2 separate regions of the Mus musculus genome follow, and region 1 is linked to region 2. Evidence: chromatin contacts called from public HiChIP or PLAC-seq data. All regions are on one chromosome and are shown on one strand. The core of a region is the stretch at or near the end of the contact, and the rest is flanking DNA. Distances in the headings are between cores, read along the strand shown. Region 1 overlaps Usp10 (ubiquitin specific peptidase 10). Region 2 holds the start of Usp10 (ubiquitin specific peptidase 10).

Evidence for each region. HiChIP or PLAC-seq counts read pairs in DNA pulled down with a chosen protein or histone mark.
Region 1: a CTCF HiChIP or PLAC-seq map of CD8 T cells shows a contact between it and region 2, with 8 read pairs. The contact joins the enhancer-like site here to the promoter of Usp10 in region 2. A contact is called at or near these places in 1 of 39 promoter capture datasets (macrophages), 2 of 15 datasets of contacts at CTCF or cohesin (CD8 T cells and the NIH/3T3 cell line), 2 of 484 Hi-C or Micro-C datasets (extraembryonic endoderm stem cells and memory CD8 T cells), 6 of 115 datasets of contacts at active chromatin or transcription factors (the SCID.adh cell line, cardiomyocytes, embryonic stem cells and 1 more) and 3 of 9 other capture datasets (adipose tissue, liver and pancreatic islet).

Annotation. Positions count from the first base shown.
Region 1 is chr8:119,943,982-119,949,752 of GRCm38.p6, forward strand. Usp10 (ubiquitin specific peptidase 10) reads left to right here. Exons shown (of 14, transcript NM_009462.2): 5 at 3,094-3,185; 6 at 3,720-3,829; 7 at 4,437-4,492; 8 at 4,698-4,801. Among named protein-coding and RNA genes, the nearest start is that of Usp10, 37 kb to the left of the region's middle. Within about 2 kb of position 2,485, at least 38 of the 459 cell types and tissues checked have an H3K27ac peak or open chromatin away from gene starts, as enhancers often do. A contact at or near this core is called in CD8 T cells and memory CD8 T cells, where this site is marked.
Region 2 is chr8:119,908,451-119,913,763 of GRCm38.p6, forward strand. It overlaps Usp10 (ubiquitin specific peptidase 10), which reads left to right and starts at 1,910. Exons shown (of 14, transcript NM_009462.2): 1 at 1,910-2,489. The coding sequence starts at 2,469.

The DNA of each region.
Region 1 (5,771 bases), core at 1,235-3,734, 36 kb after region 2:
TTTGTGGGTAGTAAGCTCAAGATAGCGAGTGTGTAGCCCTGGCTGTCCTGGAACTCAATCTGTAGACCAGGCTGGCCTCAAATTCAGAGATCCTCCTGCCTCTGCCCCCTGAGTGCTGGGACTGAAGGTGTGCCCCACCACTGCTCACCTATATTGGCCATTTTTAGTAGGAGTAACTGAATCAGGAAATCAGTGGAAGGAAACTTGAGAACCATGGAACTGGCATACTGCTGACGGGAGAAGAATGTCTGCACCACTCTCGGGAGTAAGTGAGCAGCGAGGTGCTCAGGGCTGACTGCCCAGGGCTTGCCAAGAGGCAGCAGTCTGGGGGCAAAGGGCAGGGCATGGAGCTTCTCCTGAAGTATCAGCATAGAGACGCTAAGGTGCTGAGCCGTTTCTCCAGCCCCAAGAACAATGGAGTAATTTTTAGGGAAAGAAAAACCTAGGTCTCTCTTCTCTACCTGCCTGTAAAGAGTTACCCTGCACTTGAGAATTCTACCAGAAGGCAGCAGTTTGAGCACTGCTTGCAGCAGTTGTCTGTCCTGTCTGCTGCACTGTCTGTGTCCCAGGTCTGCTTGCGTGCAGGTTTTGAACAGACCACTGGGTGGCGCTAAGAGACAGGCTCACTATCTTGGAAAATGGAACCTGCTGGTTCTAGAAGAGGACCATGCAGAAATGAGCCTTGAACATGTGGTTTCCCAGTTGGGAAGGAGTTGATTAGAGCTGGCTTCAGATTGGATTGCATTCTCCTGTGTCACCTGTGGGAGCCCCCAGGCTGTTGAGGTCACTCTGGTCCACAGAGGTTTGTTCTAGGGCTTAGCGCAACCCGCTTACCCAATTCCCTTTTGAAAAGGAATTAGCTCTGTCACATGTGGTGCTGGGTTCTTTTTTACACTGATGCAGCACACCCACACCACTAGTCTTACGGTGTGTGTGTTTTCACGTATGTGTGAGTGGGTGTGCATGCTTGCCAAAGGCATCTCGTGGTGTCAGAGTCAGCTTTTAGGGAGCAAGGTCTTACTTTCACCTATCTTGTCTTTAAAGCAGTGTCTTTTGTTTCTGCCACTTCACTGCATACTGTACCCAGGTCAGGTACCCACAAATTTGGGGAGATTCTCGCCTTAGCCTGCAGTCTCTCTGTAGCCCTGGAACTAACTTGCTGTGTAGTGATCATGAACTCCTGATGCCCACCGTTGCCTCCGAAGTGCCGGGATTACAGGCAAGCGTCATCACATAGGTCTCTCATTTTTTAAAAATGTGGCCCAGTCAGTGCCCGTGCCAAAGCAGGTGTGAATATCATGGTACCCCACCCCTTCCGACCTTCAACTGACGCAAGAAGGCTTTGCCTTCACTAGGAAAACAGAATTTTCTCCGCCCATGTGGCTCTAACTCCTGGGCCAGGCATCCCACTGAGCAGTGTACACTGGCTTCCACCTTCTTACCCAGATCTCTGGCTTGCTTCTTCATATTGATACCATTAGTCTGCACCCTGAACCTGAAGGTTGTGCGTGACCGTGGGAGTATTGGGACTGCAGCACGCTGATACCTATGTGTAAGTCGCCATTCAGTGTTCATACTTCCTGCTGTCCTTTATGTTACTCCGGATAGACAGACACCTTTCCCCCACTGCCTATTTTCTGATGTCTGCGCCTCCAGTCATCTAGCTGTTCTCTTGGTATATCTGTAGGTGAAGCATACTCCCCAGACTCTTTTACAGTCTGTGGTGCTGTCCGGGACAGTGAGCCCTTCATTACCTGTCTGAGCTGGCCTGGAGCGGGGCTAGTTGCAGGCTTGGGTGCACGCGGGATGCATTAGCTGTTCTTACAGAGGTCAGCCATGGTAGGAAGACCTAGCTTCTAATTCTGTAAAAGCTTGCCACACCGTTGATGGCTGCTGTAGAGCCTGTGGTGTTGCTTTGGGGTGTGTTTTTGTTTGAACACACAGGTTTGGAGGTTACTGTGATCATTGCTGTACTATGGATCCTTGTTTAGCCCAAGAACAGGTGGCAGAAGGCAGTGGGAGGGGGAAAGAGGGCGTCCCGCCTTACATAATATTTAAAAACATTTCTTCCTTAGACTTATTTGTTCCTTCTGTGCTTGCAAGCATGTTTGTGTGTATGTACAAGTGTGTGTGCTTGTGAGGTCAGGCTGTGGAAGTTGGTTGTGTTTCTACCACAAGGGGCTGTGAACTCAGATCATCAGGCCTGGCAGCAAGTGCTAGGAACGGCTGAGCCCACCAGGTAGACCCACAGTTGTATCTGGCTCAGTGCTGTGACTTCAGTTTTCTCATCTGTAAGAGGAGGTGTCAGAGTCCCTTTTTGGCAGAGTTATGACTATGCAGTTGAGTGTTACTGGACAGCTCCAGGACTGGTGGGAGCTGTCAGCATGCGTCTTCCTGTCTTAGATCTGCACACCTTTCACTAAGGGGCTGCTCTCAGTGGCTGTGTCTGGTGCTTCTCTGGAGCCTGTAATGGTTTAGTTTCTCAGATAAAGTGATCTATGGGAGCCACATCAAGCCACCCACTGTGCTTCCTCAGCTTACAGCTTTCTTAAAGCTGTAAAAAAGTGGTTTCCGGGGTGTCAGGAGAGAAGCCCCACCCACTTCTGAATGGAGTGAGGAGTTAGTGGACCAATGGCTGATCTCACTTCCATGATTGGCAGGAGCTGCTGCTGTCACTTAATACTCGGCCATTGAGCGCCCACTGTGGTCTGCCGGGTTTTCTGGGAGCCCGGTGGCACACTCCTGCCCCACAGTCCCTTTGAAGCTGGTATCCAGAGGACTTAGCAGCTGGTGAAGCATGCTGTCAGCCTTGGTGGGGATGCCAGTGTCTTCCACCTCCGCTCTCTGCTGCTAGCTATTGTGTCGGTGTCTCTGGCCATGGAGCGTCCTAGTGTAAACTGAGAGGATAACTGTAAATGTTGATGTTCAAGACAACTGCCCCCCACCCCTGCACCCCAACTTAGTAACAAAGCGGTGCTAAGTGAAGGCTTTCGGAGGACACGCTCTTCTGAAGGACTCTCAGCACTTCAGAAACGCCGTGCATGGATTCTGACTGCAATGTTAATGTCTTCATTTGCTTCTTCACTCTTGCAGAGTTATTGGAGACTGTAACCCTAATACATAAGCCAGTGTCATTGCAACCCCGTGGGCTGATCAATAAAGGAAACTGGTGCTACATTAATGCCGTATCCTTCCTGGCTGCCAACCCTGCGCCTGGCCACCATGCCCACTCTCCCGTCTGGGTGTGTTTGATTGCCGCAGCGTCCCCAGGGCTGCCGGCCTGCGCTCTGAGCACGGAGACTGGGCCATCACTCTGCCTGCCTCATGGTCGGTGGTACTCTGGAGCCTCTCCGCCCTCTGTCCGAGGATTGATCTGTTGGCTTATGAAGGGTAGAGTCGGGCATGTTCTATTCTCATTGGAGTGGTGGTAGACAGTAGGACAGAATGGCCGCGTAGAACTAGAGGCTTTGCTCTAACTAGTGGGAGTGTTTTGTTCAGCTAGCTAGGCTCTTGAGTGTCCTGCAGCCGGCCGACAGAGAGAGGATCCTTACATGGCCTTTACAAGGCAGCTGTCTTCTCATGTGGTTTACTCCTCTTTGTGTTTACATATCCACGTAGCTGAGTGTCCTTGGCTTATCTTTTTTTTTTTTTTACGTGCCTTTTAGAAAAGTTCCTCTGTGTCTGTTTCATTTCCTTTACACTTCCTTACCGACATTTAGACCCTGCAGGCATTGGTGGCTTGCCCTCCGATGTATCACCTGATGAAGTTCATTCCTCTGTACTCAAAAGTGCAGCGGCCTTGCACATCAACGCCCATGATAGATAGCTTGTAAGTAAAGCGCTCGCACACGTGCCAGTGGTCGGGGGCTCTCCCTGCGGTGATGGGAACGAGCGGTTTGGCCGAGCAGGTGCTCCCGGGGCTGACGCCAGCTCTCAGTTCTTGATTTGCTACAGACGAGTGCTCCACCATCTCCCCCGCCCTGCTCTTAAGTTCATGTGAATGCGTGCTTTGCCTGCATACATGTAAGGGCACATGCCACGTGTGGGCAGTGGCGGTCAGAAGACTTTGGACCCCCTGAACCTGGAATTACAGCTACTTGTGAGCTGGCAGTGGGTATTGAGAACTGAACCCTGGTCCCTTGTAAGAGCAACAAGTCTCTGAACTCCAGCCTCTGGAATTCTCCTTTAAAGGGAGATGTTGTTGGGATTTTCTATGGAAGTTGATGTGGAATATAACTGGAGAGTTTGCTGCCCTTCAGATTCCGTAGGAAACCCCGTACTGTTTACCAGCTTAAAATGCCATCTGGAAATGGTCCCATAACATGTGTAGATTTTAACATAAGAGCTCCTGGGTGCTGTTCTAGCTGCTGGTTAATGTGCCACCGTGCCCAGGCCTGCTCCTAACGTGAGTTCTGCTTTGCTCTTTCTCCATCTAGTGTTCGGCTCATGAATGAGTTCACTAACATGCCAGTGCCTCCCAAACCCCGCCAAGGTGAGTCAGAGCTCGCGCCGGGATAGGCGCCTTGTCACTGGGGACACGGAGCGAGGGGGTGGCGTGTGGTGAATGTGTGGTCTTACTGAAAAAAGTGTCTATTTAAACCAAGGTGTTTTCCCCGTGTGATGGGAGTTTGGGTGGATTTGCTTTCACCTCTCTGTGGTCTCTTTACTTACCAGAATCTTCTGTTTTTTTCTTGCAGCTCTCGGGGATAAAATCGTGAGAGATATCCGCCCAGGGGCTGCCTTTGAACCCACATACATATACAGACTCCTGACAGTCATCAAGTCGAGCCTGTCTGAAAAGGTCTGGGGTGCTCTGTGGTTGCTATGGAAACTGCTCCCAAGAACTGGGGGAGGGGACCATGCCTACGTCCTAGAGCATAGGGGCCAAGGCAAGAGGATCTCTGGGAAGCTAAGCCTAGCCTGCTACAGAGCAAGTTGTAGATGACCCTGAAGTGGCTGTTGGCGCATGCCTCGAGCTGTGACTTGGTGGGGTGAGAACTGGGTGAGGTTTATGGTGGAGACACTCAATGACTTAACACGTGCCAGTTACCCACATTTAATAGCATTGAGACCCAAGGACGGAGTCTCACTGGCTCTGCCAGCCTGTGAATCCACCGCTGATGGGCAGAGCCTGGCTTCTGAGTCTGACCCTTGTTGCTGCAATGTGCTTGAGTGGGGGGGGGGGGGTTCCTCCTCGTCCTGGAGTGCTCCGCCTCCATCTTAGTCCTGCTCAGGCTACAGCAGTGAGTCCATCAACTCAGCCATTGTAGCCTGGCTTTTCCTAAAATCCTGCTAGCAGGTAACTAAGGGCAGGTGAGCGGGTGGGCAGGCAGGCGGGCAGGCGGGCAGGCGAGCGAGCCAGGCGGCCTTCCAGTGGTCATTGTCTAGAGCATCCAGCTGGTCTTCCAGTGCCAAGTCTAATGCATTGGCATGAGCAGTGCAATGCAGGTATAGACAGGAAGCTTACTCAGAGTGGAAAAATAGTAAGAGAATGCCATTTAAATGAATAGTCTGGAAGCTGTATTGCTTTAAATAGAGTGAGCATGGACTTGCAAACTTTATATGCCCCAGTACAGGGGAATGCCAGGGCCAAAAAGGGGGAGTGGGTGGGTAGGGGAGTGGGGGTGAGTGGGTATGGGGGACTTTTGGGATAGCATTGGAAATGTAAATGAGGAAAATACCTAATAAAAAATTAAAAAAAAATAGAGTGAGCATCCAGGTACACAAAGACACCAGCTGCACAACTTTAGCTTTTCCTTTCTCCTCACCCG
Region 2 (5,313 bases), core at 660-3,159:
ACCCTGAGCCTAACCCTAGTAGCACTCCCATTCCCCACCCCTCTTTTGTTTTTTCTGAGATGGGGTTTCTCTGTATAACCCTGGCTGTCTTGGAACTTGTTCTGTAGACCAGGCTGGCCTCAAAGATATCCACCTGCCTCTATCGATGGAGTGCTAAAATTAAAGGTGTGTGCCACCGCACCTGGCCCAATATCCTGACCTGAACAACCAACTTGATAAAACCACCTGACTTGGTTTTATTTACCAAAGGAAATTATCATTTTCTGAAACAAAAAGTCTTGAGTCTTGATATCTGAGCCATTCTGGTCTGGATTTTTTTTTTCTTGAGACAGGGTTTCTCTGTGTAGCCCTGGCTGTCCTGGACCTCACTTTGTAGACCAGGCTGGCCTCGAACTCAGAAATCTGCCTGCCTCTGCCTCCCGAGTGCTGGGATTAAAGGCGTGCATAACCACGCCTGTCTCTGGTCTGGATTTTATCAGAGACCTGCCTGCCTCTGTTTCAGCCATCTGAGATTAAAGGTGTGTGCAATCAAGAGGGCCAAAAGAAAATTCTCAGGAGAAAGAAACCATTGAACCAACTCGTAGAGTTTTGCTTTGCTTTGCTTTGTTTGCTTTGTGGAGCCAGAGTTCGGAGTATGAAGCGTAGCCCTGTACTAGGGAAGTAGGGGCGGGAGATACAGGAGTTTCAGTTCATCCTTGGCTGCTAGAAAGTTTGAAGCCAATGTGCATGGGGCGCACGCCTTTAATCCCAGCCCTTGGGAGGCAGAGGCAGGCAGATTTCTGAGTTCGAGACCAGCCTAGTCTGCCAAGTGAGTTTCAGGACAGCTGGGGCTTTACAGGGAAACCCTGTCTTGAAAAACGAAAGAAAGAAAGAAAGAAAGAAAGAAAGAAAGAAAGAAAGAAAGAAAGAAAGAAAGAAAGGAAGGAAGGAAGGAAGGAAGGAAGGAAGGAAGGAAGGAAGGAAGGAAGGAAGAGAAAGAGAGAAAGTAAGTTTGAAGCCAGTGCGCATGGTGGTGCCCACCTTTAATCCCAGCATTTGGGAGGCAGAGGCAGGTGCATTTCTTAGTTTTAGGCCAGCCTGGTCTACAAAGTGAGTTCCAGGACAGCCAGGGCTACACAGAGAAACCCTGTCTTGAAAAACCAAAAAAAAAAAAAAAAAAAAAAGAAAAGAAAGTTTGAAGCCAATTTTTGCTACATGTGTAGCACAGCAAAGAAAAACAAAACCAAGACACCTGAGGGCAACTCTCTGGAGCAGCTGTGCCCACACTTGAACATTATCCTTTTCCTTCTTGTCTCTAGATCCTAAACTCAGTCCTACCCGTGTACCCTCTCTCACCTCTACTTAATAAACTTGCCAACTTTGCCCCACAGGGGCTTGTCATAAAATTCTTTCCTGGCCCGGCAGTGGTGTACACCTTTAATCCCTAATCCCTGCACGCTGGAAGCAGAGATAGGCAGATCTCAGAACTCAAGGCCGGCCTGGTCTACAGCTGGGAGTAGGAGGTTTAGTAAGGTTTTTTGTTTGTTTTTATTATTATTATTGCCTATATGGCTGAGTCAAGAACTTTCCCGTGTGTATACACTTGCGTGTGTGCAATAACTAACACCTACTGAGTCTCTACCCTTTGCAGAATGTGCTAAGTCATCAACATGACTATCCACCCCCCACCCCGAGACAGAGCTACCTTACGTAGCTGTGTGTGACCTGGAACTTGCTATGTAGACTGGTCTGCAATTCATAGATGATCGTCCTACCTCTGCAGTCTATATACTGAGCTCACAGGAGTACAATTCCTGGATTAACGAGTTCTTTCTAAAATTGTTTATTTTGCGTGTGCCCCTTTGTATGTCAGAAGACAGTCTGTAGTTGGTTTTCCCCTGGCGTCATGTGGATCCAGAGAATGGAACTCATTTGGTCCTCAAGGGTACAGGAGGCAGGGCTCCGTTACCCGCTGAGTCATCTCACTAGCTCCTTCAACGTTTACTTTTATGTTTTACAAAGAAAAAAAAAATCTTTTTTTCCCCAATGCCAGGTAAAACAAGCTAGTGAAGAGAATGAAGAGTGAAGGAATGAATGAATGAACGAACGGTCAGAAGAGCGCGCTCCATAGGGTAAGGGATCCTTGGAGATCTCCAGCGGAGATCCCAGGGCGGAGCTCAGGCGGACCCAGCGCAGTAACCACTCCGGAACTCCACCTTGCAGCCCCAGGGTGCCTGGCCAGCTCCATCCTCACGCCCTCGCCTGGAGCAGCCGCCCTCGGCGCGCTGGGGACAGAAGGGTCGCCGGCCCGGGGCGCACGCCCACCTGTCGCGCGCAGGCGCAGAACGCCGCCTGGCTCTCCCGCGGCGCAGTCAGTGCGCAGGCGCGGCGGCCGCTGCGAGTGTGTCTGTGCGGCGAGAAGATGGCGGCGACGGGAGACGCGGCGTGAGAAGCCGGAGCAGCACCGAACCTCATTGAGACGGGCCGCCATGGCCCTCCACAACCCACAGGTAGCGCGGGCCGTGTCTGGGCTGGGAGGTCTGGGCCACGGGACGGCCTCGGGGCGACGATCGCGAGGTGCGCGGCGGGCGAGCGGTGGGGGAGGCGCCGGCACGCTGCCGGCCTAGGCCCGCGCCGCGCCCCTCAGTGCCGCGCTTCCCCGGCTTCGGAGGCCGCCCGAATCTCCCCGAGAGCGCCCGAGCCGCCCCGAGAGTGTCCGAGCCGCCCCGAGAACGCCCGAGGCCGCAGGGAAGGCCTCCGCGTGCCCGGCCCGCAGCCGCCGAGTCCCGGGCGACGCTCTGGCCCAGCGCCGCCGGGGACCTGGCCCCTGGCCTCGGGAATTCTATTGCAAAGAAAACCGGGAAGCGCCGGGGCGGCATACTCCGGTTTGCCCGAGACTGACACCTTTTGCACGGTGTCCGAGCCCGGGCTGGGTCGGGGCCCGGCAGGCCGGATTGCCTGCTGTGTTTTCTGTGCCCGGAGCTGCTCCTGCAGCCCCTCTCCTAAGATGCACTTAGGACGAGTGAGAAGTCAGCACGTGGTGCCGCTTCTCCGGGCTGCGACTCTCGGGAAACTAAGAAGTAAAATTGCCTTTTTGAGGATGGTAGGTGGATGTATGTACAAGGCAGGTGAGGTCGGTCTGGTGAGGCCACCTTTGAAGAACGATCGTCTTTTTATTTGATCTTTCTCTTGGTCCACGATCGCCTCTAACTTAAGTTTTTTTTTTTCCCTATCTCAGCCTGGTGCGTTGCAGGCAAGAGCCACCATGTGCTTTTGAAAGGTTTTAGTAACTGTTGCAATATGGGATTTAAACCTCGAAACTGTTTTTAATAAAAGGTTAGATCCTAGGAGAAACTTCCGTTCTCTTAAGTATGTGGTGTTTCATAGATCAAATCTGAACTTTGCCTGTTTGACCTTTCCCCTCATCTGTAAATGCTTTTGTATTTGGTGTGCTTTTTTTTTTTTCAATAGGCAGACGATTCGTATTTGTTGAATAATATTTTGACAAGTGGTTTTTTTTTTTTTTTAAGTTTTAGACAGGTCTTCATTATGCAGCTGTGGTTGGCTTGCGATTAAGGCAACTGCCTACCTCTGTCACCAGAGGCCCTGGCGATTCGGAATATTCACCACCACCACATCTGGTTCTATTTAGGCATTTTTATTTTATTTTATTTTATGTGAATGAATGCTTTGCTTGCATATATGTATGTTCCTGGTGCCCATTGAAGCGAGAAGAGGGTGTTGGATCTCCTGGAACTGGAATTAGAATGGTTCTTAGCCTCTGAGTCCTGGTAGAAATGGAACCCCAGTTTTCTGCAAGAGCAACTATCTTAAACCTTGGAGCCATCAGCCCTTCATAGCCTTGCTCAATTCAAAAACACCTGTAGTCCCAGCACTAGGGAGGCAGAGGCAAGCAGATCTCTGAATTTGAGGCCAGCCTGGTCTACAGAGTGAGTTCTAGAACAGCCAGGGCTACACAGAGAAACCCTGTCTCGAAAAACACCAAAAACCTCTAGTTGACTACCTTGTTTTATTTTTGGAATTAGTCTGTACTGCTCATTCTGAACTGAGCTGTAATGTCAATTCTCTGTGTGTGTGTGTGTGTATGATTTTGGGGCAAAGAAAGCATGCTTAAGCAGAATTCACTTTCTCAAGCACCAGCAACAATATCCAGTTGGTGGAAGTGGTGGTGAGTGATTTCCTTGGGGTCCATTGTCCTGGCATTGCATGGAGCCTGACCGGAGAAACCAAACAAATGTTAGCAGTGCCTTGGGTCAGCTAGTGGTAGAAGGGAGAAGAGGTGATGGTAGTTTTAGTCCTGTTTTATTTTGAAAAGACGAGTGAAATAGCTGTGTAAGGTGGAGCACACCGGTACCCCCTGCATGCGGGAGGTGGAGGCAGGATCAGGAATCCAAGGTCATCCCTAAGTACAGAGCACGGTGCAGTTCTCTCCCCTTCACGGAGAAAAAGGGGGAGATGGAAGGAGGGAGGGGGAAGGGGAGGAGGAGGAGAAACAGGAGTTCACTGTTTTGAGTCTGTTTTGAGTCCTAAGTATTTTAACAATTAGTTCATTCAGTCAGATACTAGCAGGTTACCTAGGGCTAGCCTCCATGATGTTCGAAGTGGGTGGTTTTTGTTTTGATTTGTTTTTGGAGACAGGGTTACAATGTAGCCCAGGTGTGCTTTAGACTTGAGTTTTCCTGCCTCAGCCTCTCAGGTTTTAGGGAGGAGCCTAAATGTCCTCTAGGGCTTTGTTGAAGTAACTGTCACAGGTTTACAGTTAAGGGTCAATTTTCAGTGGACTTTCAGAGGTTACAAGTTAACTCTTTCATTTCCATGTTTTGGGTTTGTTTGACTCCTGTTTTGTGAATTGAGGGCGACTGTGAACTTGGAAAGACTCTGAGTTTAGGGCGTTCCTGTCCACCAGCTAAACCAGTTTAGAGAAGGAGCTCTCACCTGAGGTGGAAGTGAATCTGGCATTCCTGCGTCAGAACTGGCTCTGTGAGCTGAGCAGATTAATTTGAAGCTACCAGCTTTCCTTATAGTTGAAAAGCTGGCCTTGGGTCCACAGTGTAGATTCTGTAGCCAGGTTGGGTAGAGTGCTATTGGTTTTTGTTATCCTTAACATAGACCCCCACATTTTACATGCTGGGAGTTCCCTGGATACAGTTTCTAGCTCTGTGGCAGAGTGTTACACTGTTTTGGAACTGCCTTTGTTACTGATAGCTAGATTGGGGTAATTCTTAAAGATACTTTTCCTTTTTTGAAACAATGTTTCATTATGTAGCCTGTGGACCTAACTGTAGGGGCTGCAGGCAATCTCACACTTCCTAG